4 separate regions of the Zea mays genome follow, and regions 1, 2 and 4 are each linked to region 3. The links are chromatin contacts, called in public Hi-C and HiChIP or PLAC-seq maps. All regions are on one chromosome and are shown on one strand. Each heading gives the region's core, a stretch centred on a gene start, on an enhancer-like site or on the middle of the called end of the contact. The rest is flanking DNA. Distances are from core to core; before and after follow the strand shown. Region 1 holds the start of LOC100282567 (eukaryotic translation initiation factor 6). Region 2 holds the start of LOC103643128. Region 3 holds the start of LOC103643126 (WAS/WASL-interacting protein family member 2). Region 4 holds the start of LOC103643124 (NC domain-containing protein-related).

Evidence for each region. A called contact is a pair of places that touch in the nucleus more often than the background predicts. HiChIP or PLAC-seq counts read pairs in DNA pulled down with a chosen protein or histone mark.
Region 1: a Hi-C map of leaf shows a contact between it and region 3, with 4 times the contacts expected there. The contact joins the promoter of LOC100282567 here to the promoter of LOC103643126 in region 3. A contact is called at or near these places in 5 of 25 Hi-C or Micro-C datasets (ear, leaf and tassel).
Region 2: a contact with region 3 is called in an H3K4me3 HiChIP or PLAC-seq map of leaf, with 4 times the contacts expected there. The contact joins the promoter of LOC103643128 here to the promoter of LOC103643126 in region 3. A contact is called at or near these places in 4 of 25 Hi-C or Micro-C datasets (ear, endosperm, leaf and 1 more) and 1 of 3 datasets of contacts at active chromatin or transcription factors (leaf).
Region 4: a contact with region 3 is called in a Hi-C map of ear, with 2.7 times the contacts expected there. The contact joins the promoter of LOC103643124 here to the promoter of LOC103643126 in region 3. A contact is called at or near these places in 3 of 25 Hi-C or Micro-C datasets (bundle sheath, ear and tassel).

What each region holds. Positions count from the first base shown.
Region 1 is chr1:202,568,314-202,571,013 of Zm-B73-REFERENCE-NAM-5.0, reverse strand. It overlaps LOC100282567 (eukaryotic translation initiation factor 6), which reads right to left and starts at 1,310. Exons shown (of 8, transcript NM_001155475.2): 1 at 1,182-1,310; 2 at 754-808; 3 at 53-149. The coding sequence starts at 763. TRNAA-AGC (transfer RNA alanine (anticodon AGC)) reads left to right here and starts at 2,098; the gene lies at 2,098-2,170.
Region 2 is chr1:202,542,569-202,545,268 of Zm-B73-REFERENCE-NAM-5.0, reverse strand. It overlaps LOC103643128, which reads left to right and starts at 1,402. Exons shown (of 4, transcript XM_008666281.4): 1 at 1,402-2,136; 2 at 2,246-2,589; 3 at 2,688-2,700. The coding sequence starts at 1,614.
Region 3 is chr1:202,314,556-202,317,366 of Zm-B73-REFERENCE-NAM-5.0, reverse strand. LOC103643126 (WAS/WASL-interacting protein family member 2) reads right to left here and starts at 1,496. Exons shown (of 2, transcript XM_008666280.4): 1 at 302-1,496. The coding sequence starts at 1,390. The coding sequence ends at 323.
Region 4 is chr1:202,154,794-202,157,493 of Zm-B73-REFERENCE-NAM-5.0, reverse strand. It overlaps LOC103643124 (NC domain-containing protein-related), which reads left to right and starts at 1,304. Exons shown (of 2, transcript XM_008666278.4): 1 at 1,304-1,822; 2 at 2,474-2,700. The coding sequence starts at 1,729.

The DNA of each region.
Region 1 (2,700 bases), core at 61-2,560, 250 kb before region 3:
AAGGAGCCCAATGACCCAAATGTCAAGTCTCAAAGAAATATGTAAGACTAACCTGTAGAAGTTCTCTGACCCTCCAATCGCTACCAGACAGTAAGCATTTGTCAGCTTGGAGAAAACACCAATTTCACAGTTGTTCTCAAACTGGATACCTGAAAGAGTCCGCATCCACAAGTTGCAGATAAGTAATTGAAAACACATATTCCATGACCAGCAGGGTGAAAGGTTAACCCACCCATATTTAGACAAATAAAAAAACTGTATCTTTTATGTTTTTTTCATTGATGAAAAAACAAAAGAGAACAAAGCATGTATAAAAAATGAACAGAACAATTCTTACACTAGCACATGCAACTATTGCAATATGACTGTAATATTGTCAAAATACTGATTCTAGAAACTACACACAAGCCTTCACAGGTGTGTAGCGGCTTAAACATAGAGCAAACCGGATGCAACACTATCATTCAAGACTAAATTCCAACCAAAAACATGGACTAGCCAATACAAAAATAATATCAGCTAATCAAGTGCAACTTTGAACCCAAGATTTATATCTTGCCTCTGATACGCTGCATAAATCATGAAATGGTAGCTACTGAGTCTATTAATCATGAATCGTTGATGACACTAACATGCCATATAACAACCTTAAAACAAAGATTAGAGCACCGCCAACTCGAACACATACGAATCATCTAGGCACAAAACTCGCACCCAGAAATATGACACGAAGGAAATAAAAACGAAACATACGGGTAGCCATGGTCGATTGGTCTTGGCCGCCGCAGCTCCTCGTCTAAACGCGCACCTGCAGATCAAACGCCGAGCTGATTAAGAACTTATCGAACGAGGGGAAAAAACGATTAGAGGTGGCGCATCTACAGGCCCAGGAGGAAGAACTCCACGGTGCCTCGGTGGTTCCAGAGGAAAAGGTGCGCCGCCGCCGCCGCGGCGCCGAGGTGGGAAGAGGCGGTCGGGCACGTGTACGGCCAGGGAGGCAGGGATCTGGGTTTCACCTTCGCGGCTAGGCGCGGGTGGGGGCAGACGCCGGTGCACGCCACGACGAATCCCCGAGACACCCCCACCTCCCAAGAACCTAACCGACGCACGCTGCAGCGTGGAAAAGAAAATAGGGACTAGGGAAGCGGGGCGGGAAAGAGAGGAGGAGCGATCATGCTTACCAGTCAGAGCGCAGCGGAGGCCGCAAGGTCGCCGCCGGGGACTAGGGTTTACGCTGCGGTGCGGGGGTCGGGGATGAGAATGAGACGGAACGGAAGAGGGCAAGAGGCCACCCGGTCCCGGTTTGATTTGAGAGGTCAGGTCTGAAGGCGACCCGATCGAATGGGTTGCTTGACCGACCCGATCGCACAGGTTGGGCTGGGCTGCAGGAGGGCATTCAGTTGGGCTACGTCGTCTGTCTTGGGCTCTTAGCCCTTTTGTTTAAAAAAACATTGATTTTTTTGCTTTAATTAATGTCGATTACTATCGTGCCATTGCAAATTGCATACTTGCCGCTCTCGGTGATACAGGCAGGTCCCATGTGTCAGTGACATCTTTTCAATATCAAGGGATATGACCTTGCGTGGATGTTGGTAAGCAACAACTTTATCATCTGTCCCACTCGTAAGATGGTGGGCCTACTATCATGGCTGAACTAGACTTCTAGTAGAGCGATTAGTTGACTGTCTCCTTCGTTGAGATGCTCGAGATCCTATAGACATAGGGGCATAGGGCACACTGTTGTCCAACACTTTAGACATCTCCAACAACATGTTACGGGTAGTACCACCACAGGGTCTGCTATGCTACAGAGCACGACGTGGAACTCACTCAACTCAGGGTTGTGCATGCAGGTGTGATGAATTTGGCGATGCAGTTGTGTCCGCCTCCTTTTTCCACTATAAACTCCTTTGATTTTTCATGTCCTCTTTCTAATATCATGAGACCATAGATACTTTATATACCTCTTACAAATCTCACACCAGTGCGCATGATTTTCACATGCTAAGTAATTGGCTAATGAATTTTTCTTAACATGGTCCAACTTAGTCTAGCTCATTATTACCAAATATTAACTATTTTATAATAATAACAAAAGGGGATGTAGCTCAGATGGTAGAGCGCTCGCTTAGCATGCGAGAGGTACGGGGATCGATACCCCGCATCTCCAGTTTTTGTTGTTTTCTCTTTTTCTCCATTTTTTTCGTGTAAGTCGTGCCTTTCGAAACCTACTGCACTCAAGCTTCACCGCACCTCTCAAAGTCTTTAAAGAAGCAAAAGAAAAAGCAACACAAAAAGGCCCGAATCATTTGTCAAGATCCGAGATTTCATCCACTGCACCTCTCAGTCTTTTAAGAAGCAAAAGAAAAAGTAAAACTTTTATTTTGCCAAGCACACACGCTGCTTGTCTCTACTCACTCTCCACGCTAGCACCTTGGCCCAAAAACTTACAATAACTCCCAATTCATGTGACGCTAGAGTCTAGCAATTCTCGTGGTCAGATTTTTCTGTATCTCTATGTTTTTAATTTTTGTAAAAATAAACATCGAAGCAAGTAGCATGGTTTTCTCTGTCCTTTAAATTGCGAGTAATTAATTATATTAGAATGTTGTCTCCTGGAATTTATCCCAACGTCCCATCGTCAATCAGTTGGAACTTGAGAGCCAAAGGATCATTTACAGAGCGGAATGAGAAGGCGAG
Region 2 (2,700 bases), core at 153-2,652, 230 kb before region 3:
TTGAGAAAAGTTGTTGGATGAGATTAATCTTGATTGTATAATCGTCGACTTTATATCACAAAATGTTAAAATACATTTTTAGTGTGATATCAAGTAACAAATAAATGTTATGACTATATTTTATATTTGTCATCTTATAAACTTTTAAGCATTGAATAAAAGTTTTCAATACATATGTGGATGGTTGCCCCAAAAGTCAGGAACGACCCTGACTTAACGGGCCTCTACGCACTAGTATTTCATGAGACGTTCTACCCAAAAAAAAAGTAAGGCAAATCATATGAATGGTACCAAAAAGAAGAAAAGAAAGATAAGGTACTCAATTTTGTAGACATTAAATATCCTCCGCAATAATAGTCATTGGATTAATATGACTTAATCTAACCTAACAAGGGTCTGTTTGGATCTTAGGAACTAAAACAAAAGTGACTTAGGGAGTAAAATTCAAACAAAAAGAACTAAAAGTTATCAAAATAGTAAAAAAATGTATTCTTTTTAGTCACTTTTAGCTTATACGAAGAAGCTAAGGGTGTGTTTGGTTGAGAAGCGAAGGGAATGAAATGGCTCCATTCTTATTTTTTTATGTTTGGTTTCTATGGAGGAGAGCAGAGCAGTTCTTGGAGTCTATAAATAGCAAATATTTGGGATGCTCTCGCTGCACCAAAACGACCAGATGCGAGCGCTCTCATCCCTCTCATCCACTCAATAGTCACATGTCTCTCCAACCAAACAATAAACGGAGTGGATTCACTCTATTATACTCTTCAACCAAACAAAAACTGTAAGGTTCTGTTTGTCAAACACAGAATGAAATGATTCAATTATTAGAAACCGGAATGAAGCCGTTCCATGCTATTTGGCTCCCTACCAAACGCACCCTAAAGGTCGCAAAGCCAACGCCATTGGTGTATTTTAATTTTATAAGAAATTACACGTGTTCTGAAAAGATGTAGCCGTCTGTCATGGTTTGCTGCATCTAATAAGCCAGTATACGACACACTTCTGCCGTTGTCCAATTAGGAAATCTTAATAAGAGCATTTCGTCTGTCTGTCTACGGGAGTACCGGACGATTCATCCTGGTTGTTCTGGGTAATGCTTTGTCTCGGGGACAAATGGCCGATAGCAAGGATACAAATAGTGAAAAGGAAGGTCTGCTGCAAGTTGCTCATGGCAGCACCTGGGACAAAAACAATACGCTCCCCAAGAAATACGCACATCCCCCGGCCGGGCGGAGCCGGAGGTCGCCCGGAGCCGGCCGAGCTGTGAGCACGGTGGCATCTGCATCTGCGCCTCCCAGCTTTCTGATAAAGATCGTGGGCGCTACTAACGAAAGGGGAAAGATACGTCGCCCGCCCCGCCCACGGTGGTGATGATTAACATAATTATTAGTGGCCGCTGCTGCCGCTGGCCCATGCTGCTGCCGCCACTGCTGCGACTGCGACGCTGCGCACCAGTGCTGTGCTGCATCTGCATGCCCGTCCGCCGTGCCGTGCCATCCGAAAAAGAGAGCAGCACCAGCACGGCCACGGCCCACGGAGCGCAGCGCTCCTCCCATGCGGCCATGCCATCGGCCATCGCCATGCGGTTTTTTTAATCCTGCCCTCATGATTCGATGCTCCCCTGCCTGCTCCCTTTTGCCGGGCCACTCACGTGCGCTCGTCAAACCGCCGTCCCCAAGGGTCAAAACCAAGCCCGGGTCCTCGCAGCTTGCTCCGTCACTCGCCTGGCTGAGCTCTCCCACTCCCACGCCGTTGCCACGCTCTCTCCTCAGCTCCTGCTCCACAACGCACGCAGCTCGATCTGCCGGCGCTATAAACCTTCGCTCCCTTCGCTGTACTACGGCCGGCTGCTGCTACTGCTGCTTGTCGGGGTTGAGTTGTTTCTTGGTGCTGGGATGGAGCTGGGGCTGAGCCTGGGCGACGCGGCAGTGCCGGACGCCGGCAGGGCGGCTCCGGAGCTGGGCCTGGGGCTTGGGGTCGGGATTGGATCCAACGCCGCCGGAACCGGCAGGGGAAGCAAGGCGGCGGGGACGACGGGAACTACTGGGTGGTGGGCGGCGCCGGCCACACCGGAGTCGGCAGTGCGGCTCAGCCTCGTGTCCAGCCTCGGCCTTCAGTGGCCACCTCCGGACGGCGGTGAGAGCCGCGTTCTTTCTTGTTCATTCGGATACTCGGCGCTCTAGATTCATGGTTTATCAGTCGGGTGGTGCCCTGACCGTGCGGTGCCGTTCTTCTTTCCCCGCAGGCATCTGTCATGTAGGGCGCGACGAGGCGCCGGCGCGCGGCTTCGACGTGAACCGGGCGCCGTCGGTGGCGGGGAGCGCCCTGGCGCTGGAGGATGACGAGGAGGAGCCGGGCGCCGCGGCACTGTCGTCGTCGCCCAACGACAGCGCGGGCTCCTTCCCGCTGGACCTGGGAGGCCCACGCGCCCACGCCGAGGGCGCCGCGGCGCGGGCCGGCGGCGAGCGGTCCTCGTCTCGCGCCAGCGATGAGGACGAGGGCGCGTCCGCGCGCAAGAAGCTGCGCCTCTCCAAGGAGCAGTCTGCGTTCCTGGAGGAGAGCTTCAAGGAGCACAGCACCCTCAACCCTGTAAGAATCCATGGAAACTTGCTGGTCTTATTACATTATTCGTTCCTGCCTTCTTGGTCGTGACGTTGATACGAACCTTTGTCGGCGGCGGCGTGCAGAAGCAGAAGGCGG
Region 3 (2,811 bases), core at 247-2,746:
AAACTTTGATTTTGCAGTGCACGCAGAATTCAGATTTAGACAATTGATTATTCAAATTCTAACATAAGAAAATAAGCAAGTGAAGCATGCATGTCCTGATCAACTAGCAGACAACACACAACCATATAGGGAAAAAATGTAACAGGACCTACAACACATGATGATCACATACACAGAATATCTAATCATTGACTCCACTAAAACGAATTAGTTTACTGAAGCTAAGGAATTCAATTCATGCTCCAAGGATAGAAGACAAATTTAGCGAGTGAAGTTGAGAGATTTGCTGCGATAGGCTTGCCTGATAATTGGAACCTCTGGCTCAATCAAAAAAGCCACCCCCCTCGCGTGCCTCCGACATGACTGTATCCGATTCGGGGTGCGGAGGCCACTCAGATGACACAGTCTCGCCGCTATTGGCAGGTCCACCAGCTCCATCCCCGGTAATAGCCTGTGCGAGCTGCGTGGGCGACGCCGAGATATGAGACGCCAGTGGCGCATCGCTGCCGATGCGGACGCGGCGGCGTGTGGTGGTGCTGAAGCGGATGGTGATCCGCGTGGGCGGCGGGTCCTGCTGCGACGGTGCGGCCTGGTCGGGGTCGTCGGCGGGGGGGATGCGGAAGCGGCAGACGGGGCAGGAGTTGTGCATCCCGAGCCAGGTGACGATGCAGAAGGAGTGATAGAGGTGGGCGCAGGGGAGCTTCCGCGCCTCGGAGGCGAGGGGCAGGTCGTCCTTGCAGATGGCGCAGACGGCGGTGGGCTCAGCAACCTCGACCGTGGGCAGCGCGGCGATGGAGGCGGCCGTGGCGGGCGGCTCCCCTCGGCCGTGCGGGCCGGGGCCGTGGCCGATCTGCTGGAGGTGGTGGCGGTGGGCGAAGCGGCTAAGGTAGGCGCGCACCACGTCGGGGTCCATGACAAGGTCGAAGTCGTCGTCGGGGTCGTCCGAGAGCGAGGAGGAGGAGGAGTCGGAGAGGAAAAGCGGTGGGGGCGGCGGCGGCGGAGGTGGTGGTGGAGACGGGGTGCTAGGGTTCTCCTCGATGAAGTCGCTATGGCAGAGCGGGCAGAGGAGCCTGGCCGAGGAGGGCGCGGCCGGCTCGGGCAGCGACACCGTGGCCTCGCACTGGTAGCAGTAGAACTCCGGGGGCGGGAGCGGGAGCAGGAGCGGCTCCGACGGCGCCCCGGCGGGCGGGGAGGGCGCGGGCGAGGACATGGTCGGCACCGACCCCCTCGCCGGGTTCTGGCTTGGGGGGCTCCGCCTTCGGGTCCGGTGCTCCTCCGGGTCGTCGCCCTCGCGTCCTCGGCTCTTTCCTCTGCTTTGGTTGGGGGGACTTGGGGTTGGGATTTGTTGCGGGAGCAGGAGCACTCCACTAGTCCGCAGCCGCAGTCCCATCGTCCCTTTCGGCCGGGCGGCGCGGGGCCCCCCGTGGCCTGCGGCCTGCGGCCTGCGGCCTGCGGGTGTTTCGCAAGGCGCAGGCGCGTCAGCGCGTGAAATTCTGGGCCTGAAAATGCTGGTGGGTCCGCGCCGGCGTGGTGTTGTCCCGCGCTGAAGCGGCGGAGTAGTTCCCTAGCGTCCGCGACTCCGCGTTGTTTTTTTTCACATCTCTCGCTCAGATTGGGACGTGTCTGACGATAATTGGTCTTGGGCCCTGTTTGGATCCTATTGGATTATGAAAATCCAATGCAAAAAATCTCATACGCATTCAAACGGACCAGATTTTTAGAGCTACAGTGTATAATCTGGGCCAAAATCTACAATCTAGGGTTGGGTGGGTTAAAAGAGGATTCTGCAGTCCGACAAACGGTGAAAAAACGACAATAACCCTGAAAATTCAACTTTGCAGCACATCTCGATGTTTCTCGTCTCCTCCGCCAAACATCCAGGTGGTTCTCGCGCCTCGCCGGCCGGTCTTCAAATCCAATTTCCGACTTCACGAGAGCTCGCCCGACCTCTTCCCTTCCTGTGCTTCCCTCCCTTCGCTTCCCCCAAACCGCTCCCTGCTCAAATCCATCGCTCCCTGTCAAATCTTCCGCTCCCAATGGAGTTCTTTGCTGCCACTGGTGAGGACGAAGACTCCGTCGACACTTCCAACCTACCGGTCAAACAAGCATTCTGGGAGTTATCCCCCCAAGCTAGCCGCTCCATGGGTGTCCCTGGAGCTCATCTTCAGAGGGCTGCTGCAAACTTCAATAGCTTCGACTTCAACTCTGAGGCCTCAAACTATGTGTCGGGGACCATAATTAGGGTACCCTCAAGACTCCTAAATCTCAGCTGGTAACCCCCATCAGCACAAAGCTGCAAAGGCCTGATGGGTGCGACTAAGTCAAGGATCGGTCCATTCGAGGGACGCGATCACGCCTCGTCCGAGCCCAGCCTCGGGCATGGGCGGCCGACCCCGGAGGATCTACGTCTCGCCTGAGGCCCCCCTCTAGCAACGAACACACCTTCGGCTCGCTCGAGGCCCAGTCTTCACCAAGAAGCAACCTAGGCCAAATCGCCACGCCAACCGACCAAATCGCAGGGGCATTTAATGCAAAGGTGGCCTGACACCTTTATCCTGACGCACGCCCTCCAGTCGACAGAGCCGAAGTGACCGCAGTCACTTCGCCGCTCCACTGACCGGTCTGACAAGGGGACAGCGCCGCCTGCGCCGCACCGACTGCTGAGCCACTCGACAGAGTGAGGCTGACAGCAGCCAAGTCCGGCCCTAGGCGCCATGGGAAACTTCGCTTCGCCCGACCCCAGGGCTCGGACTCGGGCTCAGCCCCGGAAGACGACGAACTCCGCTTCGCTTGACCCCAGGGCTCGGACTC
Region 4 (2,700 bases), core at 55-2,554, 160 kb after region 3:
GACTTCACATCCTTACCAACTAGGAGCTAGCACATGGAAAATGCCCTCGTTCGAGTTTGAACTCCCTCCCTCGATCAGTAATAGATATTGCAAGTGACAACTAGGGCATTCCTCCCTCATTAGGTCAGACATCATCTGAGCGTGTAAACTCACGCCGCACTTAGGATATTGAAGATGTAGGGTATTACGATAGTGGCCTGAACCTCTATAAATCATATGTGTGCATACAACCATATCGATGTCCTGATTCAGTGGTTTCATGCATCTCTGTCACTCTCTCTTGAATTTTCTTTCTTTATTTAATTTTTTCTTTATTTATTATATCTTTTCTATGTACTATATAAAGTGCCAGTTTTCACGATCCCACGATCGTCGTGGGTCACCCTTCCCCTTCCCGCTTTATGCAAAAACAAGATTAAATTGTGTACATATGTGGGTTCGAACCTTGATTGTTGGCTCCATATTTACAGTCACCTAAACAATAGAACACACATATTTTCATGTCTCATTAAAACAAAATCTATCTATGTGATTTATAGGAACCTTAGTAATGCTAGAAGCTAGACTATATGTACCGGCTGCAAATGCACCCAAAAAACACAAATATATAGAATTAGTTAAAATGTCACCATATATGCACCCCTAAAATAAATTCCTATGCATCCACAAGGCAAAAGCATCATCCTCAATTTTTCTCTAGCTTCGGTACTGCACATAGAGTACATTTATATTGTATATTTATATTGTGTGGTTATTTATTGTCATAAATACTGATGCATTTTCCAAACCTAGTATAAATTCAAAAATACTGACTTAAGACACCTTTGGAAGTTAATTCACTCGAGGACAAAAACATATTCATCAAAAAATAACTATAAGTAAAATGATGAATTAACAAAAGGAAACTAGTTACTTACGCTGTTTACATAGACAGTTTTAAGTGTATAATATACTACCTTGGTTTTCGAATATTTGTCGTGATCTAGTTAACTTTTGAATAAGACATGATAAATAAAAAAAGAATGGTGTGTAGTTGTATAATATACTACCTTGGTTTTTGAATATTTATCGTGGTCTAGTTAACTTTTAAATAAGACATGATAAATAAAAAAAGAATGGGGTGTAGTTATTTTTTCAAAGGCGAGGACTGAGGAGATAGAGAGAGAGAGCCACAGTGGGGTATCGGGGTAGTAAGCAACAGCTTCCAGGATCATTCAGACACGATTCCCGGAACGGCTGAGTTAAAATACGAGAGCTAGAGGAGGCATAGTGCATGGTGTACACATGACCTTGGAATATCAGACGCCAATCCCGAGCGCTGCACGGCAGATCACACCGCACTGCTGCAGTGCAGGCACATCCACCACGCACCCACATGCCGAGACCTCGGTCCAGAAGATAAAAACTAACATCTGGATCATCGCTATACCAACCACCAAGATCAGCAAAGGCGGGTAGAGCGGCTCCTTCCTCTGCCCACCCCGCCACCCGCATGCAGCTTGACGACTCACCGGACCACTACGACATCCTCGCTCCACCTTCGCACTCGCGTTGCGTCGCGTCGCGTCACGGCGGGCTCCCTCCCTCCGCCTCCATGTGATGTGACGCGACAGCGTAGCGCGAGGCTGCAGGCTGAAGATCTCACTCTTGTTGGAAGAAGAAGAAGAAGAAGCCGGGGGAGACCCAGGCCTGACCGGACCGCGCGCCTGAGGGAGGGGAAGGACGACGATGGGGCTGCTGTCTCAGCGAGTGGAGCTGTCGGACATGAAGCCCGGGGACCACATCTACACCTGGCGCGCCGGCTACACCTACTCCCACCACGGTACGGCGCGTCCGCCCTCCTCTTCCTCATCTGGTCTTCAGTCTTCTCAATCCGGCAGCGGGGGGACGCCTGAATGGCTGAATTGCGGCATTCTCATTTTCCGGGTGGGTCGTTGAAGCCCAACATCAACAAGGAAAAGGAAGCGAGCGAGTTCGCGGGTGATTCCGCGGCGGTTGGTTTGGGTTTGGCTCTGCACTTCCGCCGCATCCGTACAGCAGGGAACACTCTGCTCGAAAGAATCGTTACCACCGTCTTAGTTACGCCGTCGTGGTCGTCGTCAGATCCGGTGACCAACAAAGACACATGCTTTTCGACTTTGTGTCCTTGCGCTCCCATGCATTTGTCCAGCTGAGACTGAGAGAGTTACCACGCATGCATGGCTCTTTTCCTTTGCATCTCCTCACTTCACCGGCCATTGATGATCTGCATCCGGAAGCAAGCAAGCGTAAAGTAAAGCTTCCACACCCTGTTCTGTTCCTGTCACTCTGCGCAGCTGCTGTAGGGGACCGACATTTTGTTGTCCCGCTCCCGCACATTATGGACGTCCTTCCTAGACGGGGTGATCCTTCATCACTGGCATGTGTGGGGGAGAAGAGAATGGCATGCATATGGATGCGGAATAGTGTTCTCATTCGGCAACAAATCATGCAGGGATCTACGTCGGCGGCAGCAAGGTGGTGCACTTCACGCGTAAGAAGGAGGCGGGCAACGCGGGCCTGGACTCGGCCGTGGTCGCCGCGTCCAGCAGCCTCCTCCTCTCGCAGCAGGGGCCCGACGGCGCCGCGTGTCCCGCCTCCCTCCCGGACTGCGGCTTCCAACTCCCCGACAGCGGCGTGGTGCTGACCTGCCTGGACTGCTTCCTGCGCGGCGGCGCGGCG